2 separate regions of the Mus musculus genome follow, and region 2 is linked to region 1. Evidence: chromatin contacts called from public Hi-C data. All regions are on one chromosome and are shown on one strand. The core of a region is the stretch at or near the end of the contact, and the rest is flanking DNA. Distances in the headings are between cores, read along the strand shown.

Region 1 (6,334 bases), core at 2,713-5,212:
TCAGTGGGTAGAAGTGATTGTCATGTAAGCCCCTAATGAGCTGGCTTTGACTCCAGGAACAGACCGTGGAAGAAGAAAACGGACTTCCAAAAATGGTGGAGACCTTTTGACCTCCCCATGCGCGCACACACACACACACACACACACACACACACATGGATTATATTAAAACAAAACTTTAAGGATTTTTTTTTTAGATTTATGTGTATGAGTGTTTTGCCTTCGTGTATGTGTACTACATATGTGTGGTACCTGTTAAGGCCTAGGTAAAATATTAAGGCCTATATGGAATGTTAAGGCCTAGGTAGCTGTTACCTGACTAGCCTGACATTTTGTGCTGTTACTACTGTTATAAGTAAACTCTCTCATATGCTGTTTCTGCTGTTACTAGGGAACTTTCTCATGCCCAAATTGATTCCATATTCTGTTATGTTCTGTACCCTTGGAAACCAAGCACGATAGAAGTCAGTAGAACTGGTTTGTATAGTTACCCACACTAAGCTTGGACCACAGCCTGAGACAGACATCTGCACCAATATAAGAAACTATTTGGAATAAGACTTCCATTTTGAGTAGGGGTAGAGTAAACTTGACGCTTCCAAGACCTCCCTGGGAACTGACATCCTACTTAGCTAGAAAAAAACATGTAAGTGGGTAACTGACATCCTGTGAATATTATACAAGTCCCTTCCTGGAAACAAGTTAGAACCTGAGTATTAGATAAAGCAAGTCCCCTGCCACAGTTGAATACCTCAACCAATAAGAGCAGGAGAAGTTTATAACAAAGACTTGTTTCTAAGGAAATCCCTTATCCCTAAATCCTGATTGGTGGAATAACTTGACAAAGATGTTTGTGGATTTTAGGCTTAAAAATCCTGTAGGAGGGCTAGTGAGATGGCTCAGTGGTTAAGTGCACTGACTGCTCTTCCGGAGGTCATATGTTCAAATCCCAGCAACCACATGGTGGCTCACAACCATCTGTTATGGGATCCAATACACTCTTCTAGTGTATGTCTGAAGACAGCTGCAGTGTACTCATATAAATAAAAATCAAAATGATAATGACAAATCTTTTCACACTCCAATATCCAGTACAAATACATACTAAGGATCAGAATAGTCTAAACTTGCTGCATAGTCAAAGTGAACCTAAAACTTCTGTTGTCATCCTTCTACCTCCTGAGTGCTGAGATTATAGTTACTGCTACCAGGCTCAGTGCTGGGGATGAATCCAGGATGTTGTGAATGTTAAGAAAGTATGCTACCAACAGAGTTATAGCCCTTCCTTTATATACACATTTAAAACTGTATGCATATTGTTTTAGTTAAAAAACATTAATGTTCAAATGTTTGAATGTTGTGGTAGAAAATGTCTGTAATATCGTAAAGTTTATCCGCTGCCCACAGGAAATCGGATTTCGGGGCTAGAGAAGGCTCTGAAGACTGAGGCTCAGTTAAGGGCATGTGTTGCCCTTGCAGAAGACCAGAGCACCCATATGGTGGCTCACAGTCATCTGTAACTTCAGTTCCAGTGTTTCCAATAGGCGCACATGTGGATGTGGTGTGCATACATGCACACAGGCCTGTGAATCACACTTATTCACACAATGGCACATGATCACACTTTTCATATCCTTCCTGTTACTTTGAAAGACATATCTGAAAACATGTCAAATACACACACACACACACACACACACACATACATATATTCAAATTGTATAATTAAAATATTTGTTTGTTTGTTGTTACTGATTTGGGGGCAGGTTTCTCACACAGCAGCCCAAGCTGTCCTGAGCTTACTTCTTAGCCCAGGGTAGACTCAAACTCACCATGATCCTCCTGGTCAGCTTCTGAAGACTGAGGCATAGGCACCATGTCCTGCTTTAAAGACTTTTATTCCTTCTAAACAATTGTGCTGTGGAATGGGATGTTTGGGGTAAGGTGATACAGGCAATGTTTGTAGGTGTTCTGACCAAATCGGGTCCATATTTGCTCATTTCGCAGTATATCAGTCATTGAATGGCCTTATTTGCTAAAATCTGTTCCTTGGGCAACCCAGTGTGGAGTCCAGAAGAGGGATCTCAGGGATATTTATGGAATAAGGAAGGAAGTAGTCTAAGGATTGGGCTAAGGTGACTCAAGCAAGAAAAAGCAAGTAAGAACCGGTAGGCTGTGCTTTCCAAAGCAAACTTTACTTCTCTTCAGATTGTGCATGCTCAGAAAAGGGCAGCACAAATACCTTCTAAGGGTGGAGTCTTGTCCCTCTGTAGGTGACAGGTCAGCTGTCAGAAACCTGCCTAAACCTGAGGGGCCTATGGCCTCAGTGTGAGAAAGACGATGCTGTTGTCAACTTCTTGAAAAAAAAATAATAACTCAGGCAAAGATTAGACACGTCGTAGGTGTCATCTTTAGCAAAGCTAGTGGGACTCTATTGCTTAGCATACACATTTGTGCTTTGGGGTTTGAGAGATGGCTCAGCAGGTAAAGTACTTGCTAGGCAAGGCTGATGACCTGACTTTCATCCCAGGATTCCACAGTGGAAGAAGATAACCAATGTCCAAAAGCTGTCCTCCAGCCTCCACTCAACAACCACGATGCACATGTACTCTCCCTATAATAATAAATCTTAGAATTCCATATTTGTTCATTTGCTTTGAGACAAGAGACAAGGTCTCACCATGCAGTTCTGGCTTGCTTGGAACTTGCTGTGTAGAACAGACTGGCCTGGAACACACAGAAATCTGCCTGTCTCCACCTCCCGAGTGCTAGGATTAAAAGTATGCCTCACCACAAGCAGCAAAAAAGATTTTTTTAGAGACAACTGAAATGAAGTAAGAAAGGCATATTGGTGTGAACTGAGAATCCCAGAACTTGGAGACACCAATACATGTTCAAGGCTAGCCAGAGCTACAGAGCAAGTCCCTCTTTCAAAAATCTGGACAAACAGGGCCAGGGCGTGGCTCAGCAAGTTGTGCCTGTTGTTAAGCCCGATGACCTGAGTTCAATTCTCAGGATCCATGTGTTGGAGAGAGAAGGGAACTGACTACCAAAAGGTGTCCTCTGATCAATATCAAACAAAATTTTTTTTTTTATTGCATGGAGAAGAGGCTTAATTAAAATTGTTCCTGGAAGAGAAAAAAGTGGAAACATGGTACCCAAGCTGAAAGGACAGGTGGCGGTGGCGGCACTTAAGCAAAGAAATAAAGGTATGACAGGAATCCCTAAGGCCCATCTGGATTCCTTTCCTTTATTGCCCAATAACAACGTGGAATTTATTGCGTTTTTGTTGTTGTTGGTTTTTTGTTTTTGTTTTTTTTTTTTTTTTGGTTTTGGTTTTTCGAGACAGGGTTTCTCTGTATAGCCCTGGCTGTCCTGGAACTCACTTTGTAGACCAGGCTTGCCTCTGCCTCCTGAGTGCTGGGATTAAAGGCGTGCGCCACCACGCCGGGCTTTTATTGCGTTTCTTTTAGCAGACCATAAGCTTTAGAAGGTCAAGTCCTCATCTATTGCATTAATCACTGTATCCCTGGGAAGGAGAGATGGCCACTAAACAGTCGCTGGCGAAGAATAGGCACAACGGTGCTGCAGGGTAGCCCTAAGCACGGAATGAGCAAAAAGCACCCACAAGTTGGAAGCAAGGGATCCCCCCCACCCCAAACAAGCTTCTTAAGGGGGCTTCTGAAATAATATCGGAAGGGTGGAATCAGGCTTCTGGAATATTCGCGAAAGGGGCAGGTGGATTGTACGGACAACGGGGAATGACAGGTGAGCGTAGGACTCTCCTGGTCAGGAGGAGCGGGGCGGCGTGTGGCGCATGCGCACGCATGCCCTCTGCCTGCCTCCTCACCGGGACGCGCTTGCGGGCGAGTGCACGCGCGAGGTCGAAGCGGAAATGGCGCCGCGGGGCCGCGCGTGCGGGCGGCGAGCGGAAGTGGGTGTGAGAGCGGAAGTGGCCGGCTGGAGCCGGGGGCTGGGCGGGGACCGGGATCGTCAAGTAAGGCGGCGGCGGAGGCGGCGGCGGCTCGGCAGGCGGGTTGAAGCTTCGGGGGCCAGGTCGGTCGGGTGGTGGCTGCCTGCTACAGGCAGCGCGTGCCGGGCCAGCGCGTGTGTCCGCCTCTCCCCACCCCGCTCCCCGTCCCCTTCTCCCCTCACCTACCGCACCCAGCCCCCCTCGTCAGGGGCAGCGGGGCCGCTCCCTCCGTCCTACCCTCGATTGCCCACCCTCACCGCCCTTGTTTCTCCTTCCCCTGCCCGGGGCAGCCGCCGCCATGATCCTGCTGGAGGTGAACAACCGCATCATCGAGGAGACGCTCGCGCTCAAGTTCGAGAACGCGGCCGCCGGGTAAGCGCACGCCGGGAGGAGGCCGAGTTGACCCCAGCTAAATCCCGGGTGGCGTCCAGCTCCCCAGCCCTAGAGGGGGACAAATCGGGAACCTGGCGCGGCTTCAGGGTTTCCCTGGCAGGATGGACGTGGGAAGCCACGGGGCGCGGTGAGCCGAGGGCCTGAGATGCGTGGGGAGAGGCTGAGATAGGGATGCGGAAGCAGCGAGAGGACAGGGGCAAGGCGTGCCAGAGAACAGGAGACCTGTAGGACGTGAGGGCAGCCGAGGCCAGAAGTCACGCCCGAGAGCCTACGGTCCTCAGGGGGGAAGAGAGGGGTGCACTTCCCTCTGTCTTTTCCGTCATTGTACCGAACCCAGAGAGACCCTTTTGGGGAAGCTGGATTGAATGGAGTTTTCAGGAATTCCCAGGGCGAGGTGGGAAGAACGTGTAGGCCCAGATCGCCACCAGCATTCTGCTTCCCCACCCCCATCTCTCGAGACCCCAGGAAAAGCAGGAGGCAAGACTGAAAGCAGACCCAGGCTGCTAGGGGGGTAAAAAAAATCTCTAACCTACTGTGAAACTAGCCATTTTGTTATATATCCTTTAGGCAAAGCCAACGGTTCTCCATCCACACTCTCTTTAGCTCTCGAGACAAGCTTGCTCTATTTACTTATTGGTTGTGTGTCTTAAATTCTTATCAAAGACCCCGGTCTTTGATTTCTTCTGTAGTAATGCCGACTGGGTTAATAGCTGCTTCTGCTCCCAGAATCTATAAAGTTCTTAAGATAACCATTTATAACATCAGCATCTTAATATATGGGACGTATTTCCAGCCCTCTCTGTCATACACAAAAAAGCAAACTCCTCCCTTAAAGCCGCGTTGCCTCTCTAATATATTTAAAACCTGAGCAGAGGAATTGGGTTTTAGGTTCTAATTTATGGTGGCCTGTGGCCATTCCTTTGCCTCATTTCCTCATTGGTAAAGGTGGGGCTTCACATTTTGGTTTCACAGTTAGGAAATAAGTGCAGGCTGTTTTCTGTGAACTAGGAACTAGAAATAGGAAAGTGCTTGCCGATCCACAGAGGGAAGAGGACTGGGAGAGGGGGAATTCATTCATTCTCCCCCTTTAATTCTAAGCATTTGTAATGAACTTGTGGTTCACAGACATCGAAAGCATGAACCCACTACTTACTCGGAATACATTGTCTGCTCCGTCTCTTTTGTAAGGTTACAGATTTTACCTGCAAAACAAAATGGGACATTCCTTGAATTGGTGCATTCAGTGTCATGCTGTTTCCTGCCCTGGACTGCAGTTGAGCATTTGTGCACCTCACTTGTTTCTTGTCTGCAGCTTCTTTGCATTTTGAGTTTTGGAGTTAGTCAACACAGGGCACTTACTGTGGGTGAGGGGGGTGCGTGCTTTTTTTTTTTTTTAATTAGTGTAGCACAAAGGAGGAAGTTAAAATAACTTCTGCATTTTCACTGCTGATCTTAATACATACATTCTCAAGTCTTGACTAGCAAAGAATGAGTCCTGGGTGGTTACAAGCTGATCTACAAGATAAATGGCTGTGTGTGTTCAAGTGGAGGCATGCCTTTAAATGGAGGAGGACTTTCACACTTACTTATTAATAACTTGATTCTAAGATGTGACCCATTATTCAGAACTTTCTGTAGCCCTTTTTCTTTTAGAAAACTCTCCTTAAAGTTCTGTGGTTGGTGGTCTATGCCTGTAGTCCAAGCACATTCAACTGTAACTCCAGCTTTCAGGAGCTCATAGGAGACAGGAGGAACAAAAGTTCTAGGCCCTAGTGAGACTTTGTATCAAAGAAAAAAGAAAAAGGCAGGCCAGACTGGGTGTGATGTGCTTGTAATCCCAGTGCTTGGGAAGTGGAAGCAGGAGGACCAGGAGAGCAAGGCCAGCCTGGTCTACCCTGTTGCAAGTAAAAAGCTTACTCTTTCAGAAAGATTAAAATAGGGTTTTAAATTTGGAGGGCATAAGTTAGA
Region 2 (6,573 bases), core at 52-2,551, 130 kb after region 1:
GAAGGTCAGAAATTTAAGGTCATTCTCTGCTTCATTAAGTTTGAAGTCAGCCTGGGATATATAAGACCCTGTCTCAAAACAACAAAACAAGGGGCTGGAGAGATGGCTCAGTGGTTAAGAGCACTGACTGCTCTTCCGAAGGACCTGAGTTCAAATCCCAGCAACCACATGGTGGCTCACAACCATCCATAATGAAATCTGACGCCCTCTTCTGGTGCATTTGAAGACAGCTACAGTGTACTTAGATATAATAATAAATCTTTAAAAACAAAGAAAGTTCCCAGCACTTGGGAGGCAGAGGCAGGAGGATTTCTGAGTTCGAGGCCAGCCTGGTCTACAGAGTGAGTTCCAGGACAGCCAGGGCTACACAGAGAAACCCTGTCTTGAAAAAATCAAAAAGAAAAAAGAAAAACCAAAAAGGAAAACAAAAAAGACAAAAGAGAAAAGACTTTGCTGTCCCTCTCAGCGTGACCATCATTATGCCTACATGCCTCAATGATGACAGTCCCAGTAAGATGAGGAGGCATCCAAGCTCATAGGTGAGTCACAGAGGCCCCTCTGAAAGTTGCAGCTTGCAGAAAAGAAGATGAACAGCCTTGGTGAACCTGGGAATTAGAAACAGTTTCTACTGAGTGCGAAGGCTTTCCCACCATCGTAAAGGCAATGAATGGGAACCTGAGGCTCAGGAGATAGGAGACTGTTTTTATTGGGACTGTAGCACACAAAGACAGTTGTCCAACCTTGAAGTGGATTCTGTGTGTGAGCCTAGGTCCGGCCCAGGAGTCATGAGTGCCCGGTTTATGGGCACAAGTCACTACTTCTGGTTTAGTCTACTACTTCTTTGTATTATTATTATTATTATTATTATTATTATTATTATTATTATTATTATTATTATTATTATATTTTATATATTTGGGTGTTTTGTTGGATGTTTGTGTGTGTGCCATGTATGTCTCTGGTATCCATGGAGTCCAGAAGTGGGTGTTGGATCCTACAGAACTAGAGACAGTTGTGAGCCATCTTGTGAGTGCTGGGATTCAAACCCAGGCCCTCTGGAAAAGCAGCCACTGCTTTCAACCGCTGAGCCACCTCTCTAGCCCCCTTCGTCCATGAATTCCCAAGGAAGTTGTAAAGACCTGCTTTCCCTCAGCCTCTTAAGAATGTCAAAGGCTCCCTCTGCTGGACAACCTCTTAAGCTTGGGCTGAGCCCCAAAGCTTGACAAATCTAGGTTCAGTAAAGTGGGTTGATTGCCCTTTAAGAGGCAGTACCTAGCTTTCTGGTTGCCATGGAGACTACTAGTCACAGACTGACTAGCCTCAATAAAATGTCTTCCAAAGTTTCCCCCACTGGTGAGGAATGGACTTCTGGTCTGTGGGTGGAGGGAGAAGGGGTATTTGTCCCTTGCAAACCCACCAAAGTGTGGTCTTCGCAAATTTAACTTTTGGGGATGGGGATCAGAACCAGGTATCCCTACCTACTCTACCCTTTTCTCTAGAGTCTGACTTATTAGCTTTTTCTTCCTCTTGTAGTTTCCAAAGCCAAGGACCAGCATCACTTAGGCCAGCTGCAGCAACAGCAGCAGCAGCGGCAGCAGCAGCAGCCATTCCCAGAAGCCAATGCTGAAGCCATCAGCTTTCTCAACTCCTTCTGTGAGCCAGATGGTGGGGCAGGCGTGGGGAGGAGAGGTACAAGTCTCTCTCTCCACCCGATCCTCTTGAGATTCAGAAAAGACCTGTTTGCTAATGAACATGGAGGGACAAGCCTGTCGGGGAGAGCTTTACCAGCTGGCACCGAGTGATGACAAGGAGGAGTGACGGGGCTGGTTAGGAGATGGGAGACGTGACAAGGGGTGAGTGGGTGGTGTGGGGTCTAGAGGCTGGGCCTGGAGAGACAGCTTCTCTGCACCACCCAGGGCTGGAGGATATGCTCCTGTTCTTCCCGGAGACTCTGGCCATCCTCTCAGACACAGGGGAACCTCAGGGAGAACTGACCATTGAGGTGCAGAGGGGGAAGTACAAGGACGACATAGGGATCCTGACCCACTGTCTACTGGTCCACGCCTCTAGCCGCGGCTTCCTAGACAAATCGCTGTGTGGGAGCTCCCTCCTAGGTACAGCCCTGACTGCTGCCTGTCCCTCACATCTTCTCTCCACGCCCCACCCCCATTCCAATCCATAGGTCCTTAATTGGGACCTGCCCCTTGACTTACCTGGGAGAGGGTAAAGCCTGGGGGAGGGGAAGAAGAGGAAGGGGGAGAGGAGAGGGAGGAGGAGGGGAGGTCATTCCCAGTCACATACCCAGGACAAGAACAGTGTTGACCACCCTGTCATTTTCCCATGGCCACGTTGCCCCAGCCTGGGCCAGCCCGTTCCCTAGCGTCCATCCTATGACATCAGTGCCTCCCTGTACCCCAGGCTACCTAAACAACAATCTGGAGCTGATGGAACAGCACAGTCAGGAGTTCATCAAGGTATTTACTCCCAGCCTCCCCCAGCCTTGCCCCTGCTCCAGGGTAAGCCAGAACATGGGCTTTACGAGGGTGGGAGGGACCTCTGGAGAATATCACACTCCCATATCCCACCAGCCCGAACCTGCACCACACACGGTTGGTTTGATAACCAGTCACCTCCATTACTGCTGCTGATGTTGTCTGGATGCACAAACCGAGCCCAGCCCACTGGCCTCCTCCGGCCTGAAAGCCTGGTCCACTTCCCAGAGCCACGTGACCTGACCTTTCCCAGAGCCTGTCACTATTTAGCCTCCAAATCTGGCTCTATCCTCTTCACCCAGTCCCTTCAGAAACTTCCTCTGTGGGGCCATGCCCTGTCTAAACATGGGAGATGACTTGGGCCTAACAGCCTTCTCAGAGAATCTGTTCCCAGCTTCCAGCCTGTGTTCCGTTCTGAGGTTTACAGCTGTTCATCTTTCCTATTACATACTATGGGCCTATTTCTGACTTCCACCATAAATGGAAGATCTCCTTTCCTCCCTCTCCTCCCCTTCCTTCCTATTTTGAGGCAGTCTCATAACTAGACTGGCCTCAGACATGGTGTGTAGCTGAGGGTGATTTGGAACCCCTGACCCCCCTCCCAAGTGCTGGACCACCACACCAGGCTATGAGGACCACCACACCAGGCTATGAGGCTTTTTGTTCATCTTTTTGTCTGCTTGCCCGCCTGCCTGCCTGTCTTATTTTATCTTTTTTATTTATCAAGACAGGGACTTTTGTCTTATTTTGTTTATAAAAAACTAAGATTGACTGCATTTGCCTATAATCCCAGTGCTTAGGAGGCTGAGGCAGGAGAATTGTTGCAAGTACAAGGCTATCCTGAGCTACATAGGGAGTTCCAGGCCATTCTGAACTATTTTTTTTTCTCTCAGAAAAACAAACCACAGACAAACAGCGTCGAAGATAGGATGGGAGGTAGCCTCTCAAGGGCGAGCACGTGATTGTCTCTCCTGTGTGCTCTGCTCTTCAGTTCCCTGTCCTTCCCATGGAGAGGAAGATGAGCGTCCTGAAGCAGGATGGCCAGTTTGTTGTGACCAGAAGTGTCAAGGAGGGTGAGGTAAGAGTGAAAGCCAAGTGGGAACCCCTCCCACATCCTCAGAACCACAGCAGGGACGAGCTGTGCGAGGTCAGGTGCTTACATAACCAACACCCTGCTCCAACACCTCCTGCCTCTTCTGAGCTCCAAGATCTGCCCCAAACAGGAAACGAAGACCGGAGTCTCTGTTTTCCCCTATAAAACATTCAAGGGCTTTGTCTCCAGTGCAGCCAATGTGGTGCTGCTGAGAGTGATGGCCTGGCAGCAGTCGGTGCCCAGTGGGGCTCGCTTCCTAGCCTTAGACTCGGAGGGCAAGCTCTGCCATTGCACCTACGTGAGTACTGTCTCTGGGCAAAGGAATCAACCTGGGGAGAACTAGAAGGGTCATGAAGGCCACTGAGGTGGGAAACACAGATGTGATGTGGGAGGGTGGTAAGCAAGGTGGGTTGGGTCTAGGTCCTGAGGGCAAAATGAAGTACACTGGAGCAACAGCAGTTAGACAAACGTGGTAGGAAGAAGAGTGAGAACAGAGCACCCGGGATAAGTGGGAACGAAAAGGTGGGAAGCAACCTTCTGTACATAAAGGTCACTACACAGAAAAGACTCATGGAAGCCTGCTTTCTAAACACCTGCCTTCTAAGGCTGGAGAGACGTTCAGTGGGGCATGATGAGGCTCTGACTTTGATCCCCAAGCCCATGTAAATGCTGCACACATATAATCCCAGAACTGCAGCAGTAAAGACAGCCTGAGTGCATCAGGCTGCCTCAGGGCCCAGTGAGAGAGAGAGCCTGTCTCAAAACCAAGGTGAGGGCAGAGAGATGTCTCAGTGGTTGCGAGCACTTACTGGTTTTGCAGAAGACACAAGATCAGCTCACAGCACCCACATGGCAGCTTACAACCTTCTGTAACCCAAGTCCCAAGAGGTATACATCTACATCTACATCACATCTACATCTACATCACATCTACATCTACATCTACATCTACATCTACATCACATCTACCATCACATCTACATCTACATCACATCTACATCTACATCACATCTACATCTACATCACATCTACATCTATATCACATCTACATCTATATCACATCTACATTTACATCACATCTACATCTACATCACATCTACATCTACATCACATCTACCATCACATCTACATCTACATCACATCTACATCTACATCACATCTACATCTACATCACATCTACATCACATCTACATCTACATCACATCTACATCACATCTACATCACATCTACATCTACATCACATCTACATCTACATCACATCTACATCTACATCACATCTACATCTACATCACATCTACATCTACATCACATCTACATCTCCATCTACATCACATCTACATCTACATCTACACACATATATATGTATACACATATATAGCGCTTCTCGGCCTTTTGGCTAAGATCAAGTGTATGTATACACATATATACGTGTATGTAGGTAAAACATTCATACACATAAAGATAAAAATTTCAAATAAAACAAAATAGTTTCTGAAGAACCCACATACATGCATGCTAAACACCCACACACATGTGCACCTACGAACACATATACCAGTTTGTTGTGGCCCAAACTGGTCTTACCCCACTTCTCTGACAGAGTTTCACTGTGTAGCCCTGTCCATCCTGGAACTCAATCTGTAGACCAGGCTGGCCTCGAACTCACAGAGAACTGGTTGCCTCTGCCTCCCGAGTGCCGAGATTAAAGATATGTACCACCAGCTCCTGGGCTTTAGGCTCTCAACCCTCATGCCTTAACTCCCCAAATGCAATTACATGTGTGCACCACCACACTAGGCACTCTTGCAAATGTGCATACAGGTTTGTGCAGGTAGAGGACGGAGGTCGGCCTCAGGTTTTTTTTCTAAAGCACTGTCCACCTGGTTTTAGAGACAAGGTCTCTCATTGTATAGCACCTCCATCCCCATACTGGTCCTCCCTGTAACAAAATGTGCAACTAGCAGTGCTCCTCCATTGAGATGGCTTGAGAAGAGGGTGGCGGGAGCTGACTATTAGAGTCTGAAACATATCCTGAGAATTCAAACTTTGTGTCATATAAGGAACTGAATAGCTAAGCTTCAGTTCCCAGTGGTGAGCTGGGATGAAGACCCGAGGAGAAGGAAACACCTTCACCTCTAGGAGAAGGGGACACAAAGGGGGACATCGCCTCACTGTGCTCTCCACTTTGGTTGCTGTAGAAATCCCTGGGTTTCCAGACAATCCAAGTGGGCAACCAGCAGGCTAAAATGTTCATCGTGGAGCAAACCATACACTCTGAAGAGGGCATCCCCTTCTCCTGCCAGTACTACTTGCTCCCTGATGGGTGAGCCACTTGTGGGAAGGTCCAACGTGACCATGTCATGTGGTGGCTGGGAGCTCTGAATGTGAAGAAAAGATGTTCATGGGGTGGCATAGGGCACGGGAGTCACTCTTATCCCCAGGATGCTGCCAGGAAAAGCTCTCAGTGAGACCCGGGTGCTCCTTTGCTTTCCCCATCTCATTTGCTTAAAAAAAAAAAAAAGAAGAAGAAGAAGAAGAAGAGAGCTCAGGTTGGCCTCAAATTCACAGCCCTCCTGCCTTAGTACCCTAGGTGCTGGGATTACAGATGTGTTTTGGGCAAGGCATGATGCTTGCTGTTATCTGGGACAGGCCCCAAGAACTACAAAGATAAAGAGAGAAAGCAGTGCTCAAGGGGACACTGTAGTGTCTTACCTCAGCTGCCATGACAAAATACCACAAGATGAGTCAGCAACCTGGGGATGGGGAGGGAGGTTCACACCTGTCTTCCCAGCATTTAGGAAGCTGACACAGGAGGATGGCTCCAGGTCTGAGGGCCATCTATAGTAGTAAGATATTCCCTCAAAAGGGTGCACACAAGTTAAAGGATGGCTCAGCTGGAGAGGTGGGGAGGGAGTTTGCTGCCAAATTGGATGCCCTGAGTTCAATTCCTGGAACCCACTTAGCATAAAGAGAGAACCAACTCCTACA

The links. A called contact is a pair of places that touch in the nucleus more often than the background predicts.
Region 2: a contact with region 1 is called in a Hi-C map of muscle stem cells, with 2.5 times the contacts expected there. The contact joins the promoter of Catip here to the promoter of Arpc2 in region 1. A contact is called at or near these places in 15 of 39 promoter capture datasets (the 3T3-L1 cell line, the C10 cell line, the HPC-7 cell line and 10 more), 6 of 484 Hi-C or Micro-C datasets (CD4 T cells, the N1E-115 cell line, bone marrow-derived macrophages and 3 more), 20 of 115 datasets of contacts at active chromatin or transcription factors (the 230-238 cell line, DN3 thymocytes, the HPC-7 cell line and 10 more) and 3 of 9 other capture datasets (adipose tissue, liver and pancreatic islet).

Annotation. Positions count from the first base shown.
Region 1 is chr1:74,232,555-74,238,888 of GRCm38.p6, forward strand. It overlaps Arpc2 (actin related protein 2/3 complex, subunit 2), which reads left to right and starts at 3,963. Exons shown (of 10, transcript NM_029711.2): 1 at 3,963-4,345. The coding sequence starts at 4,272.
Region 2 is chr1:74,360,834-74,367,406 of GRCm38.p6, forward strand. It overlaps Catip (ciliogenesis associated TTC17 interacting protein), which reads left to right and starts at 1,302. Exons shown (of 10, transcript NM_001379457.1): 1 at 1,302-1,353; 2 at 1,534-1,689; 3 at 1,917-2,114; 4 at 2,419-2,474; 5 at 3,484-3,570; 6 at 3,716-3,883; 7 at 5,784-5,908. The coding sequence starts at 1,329.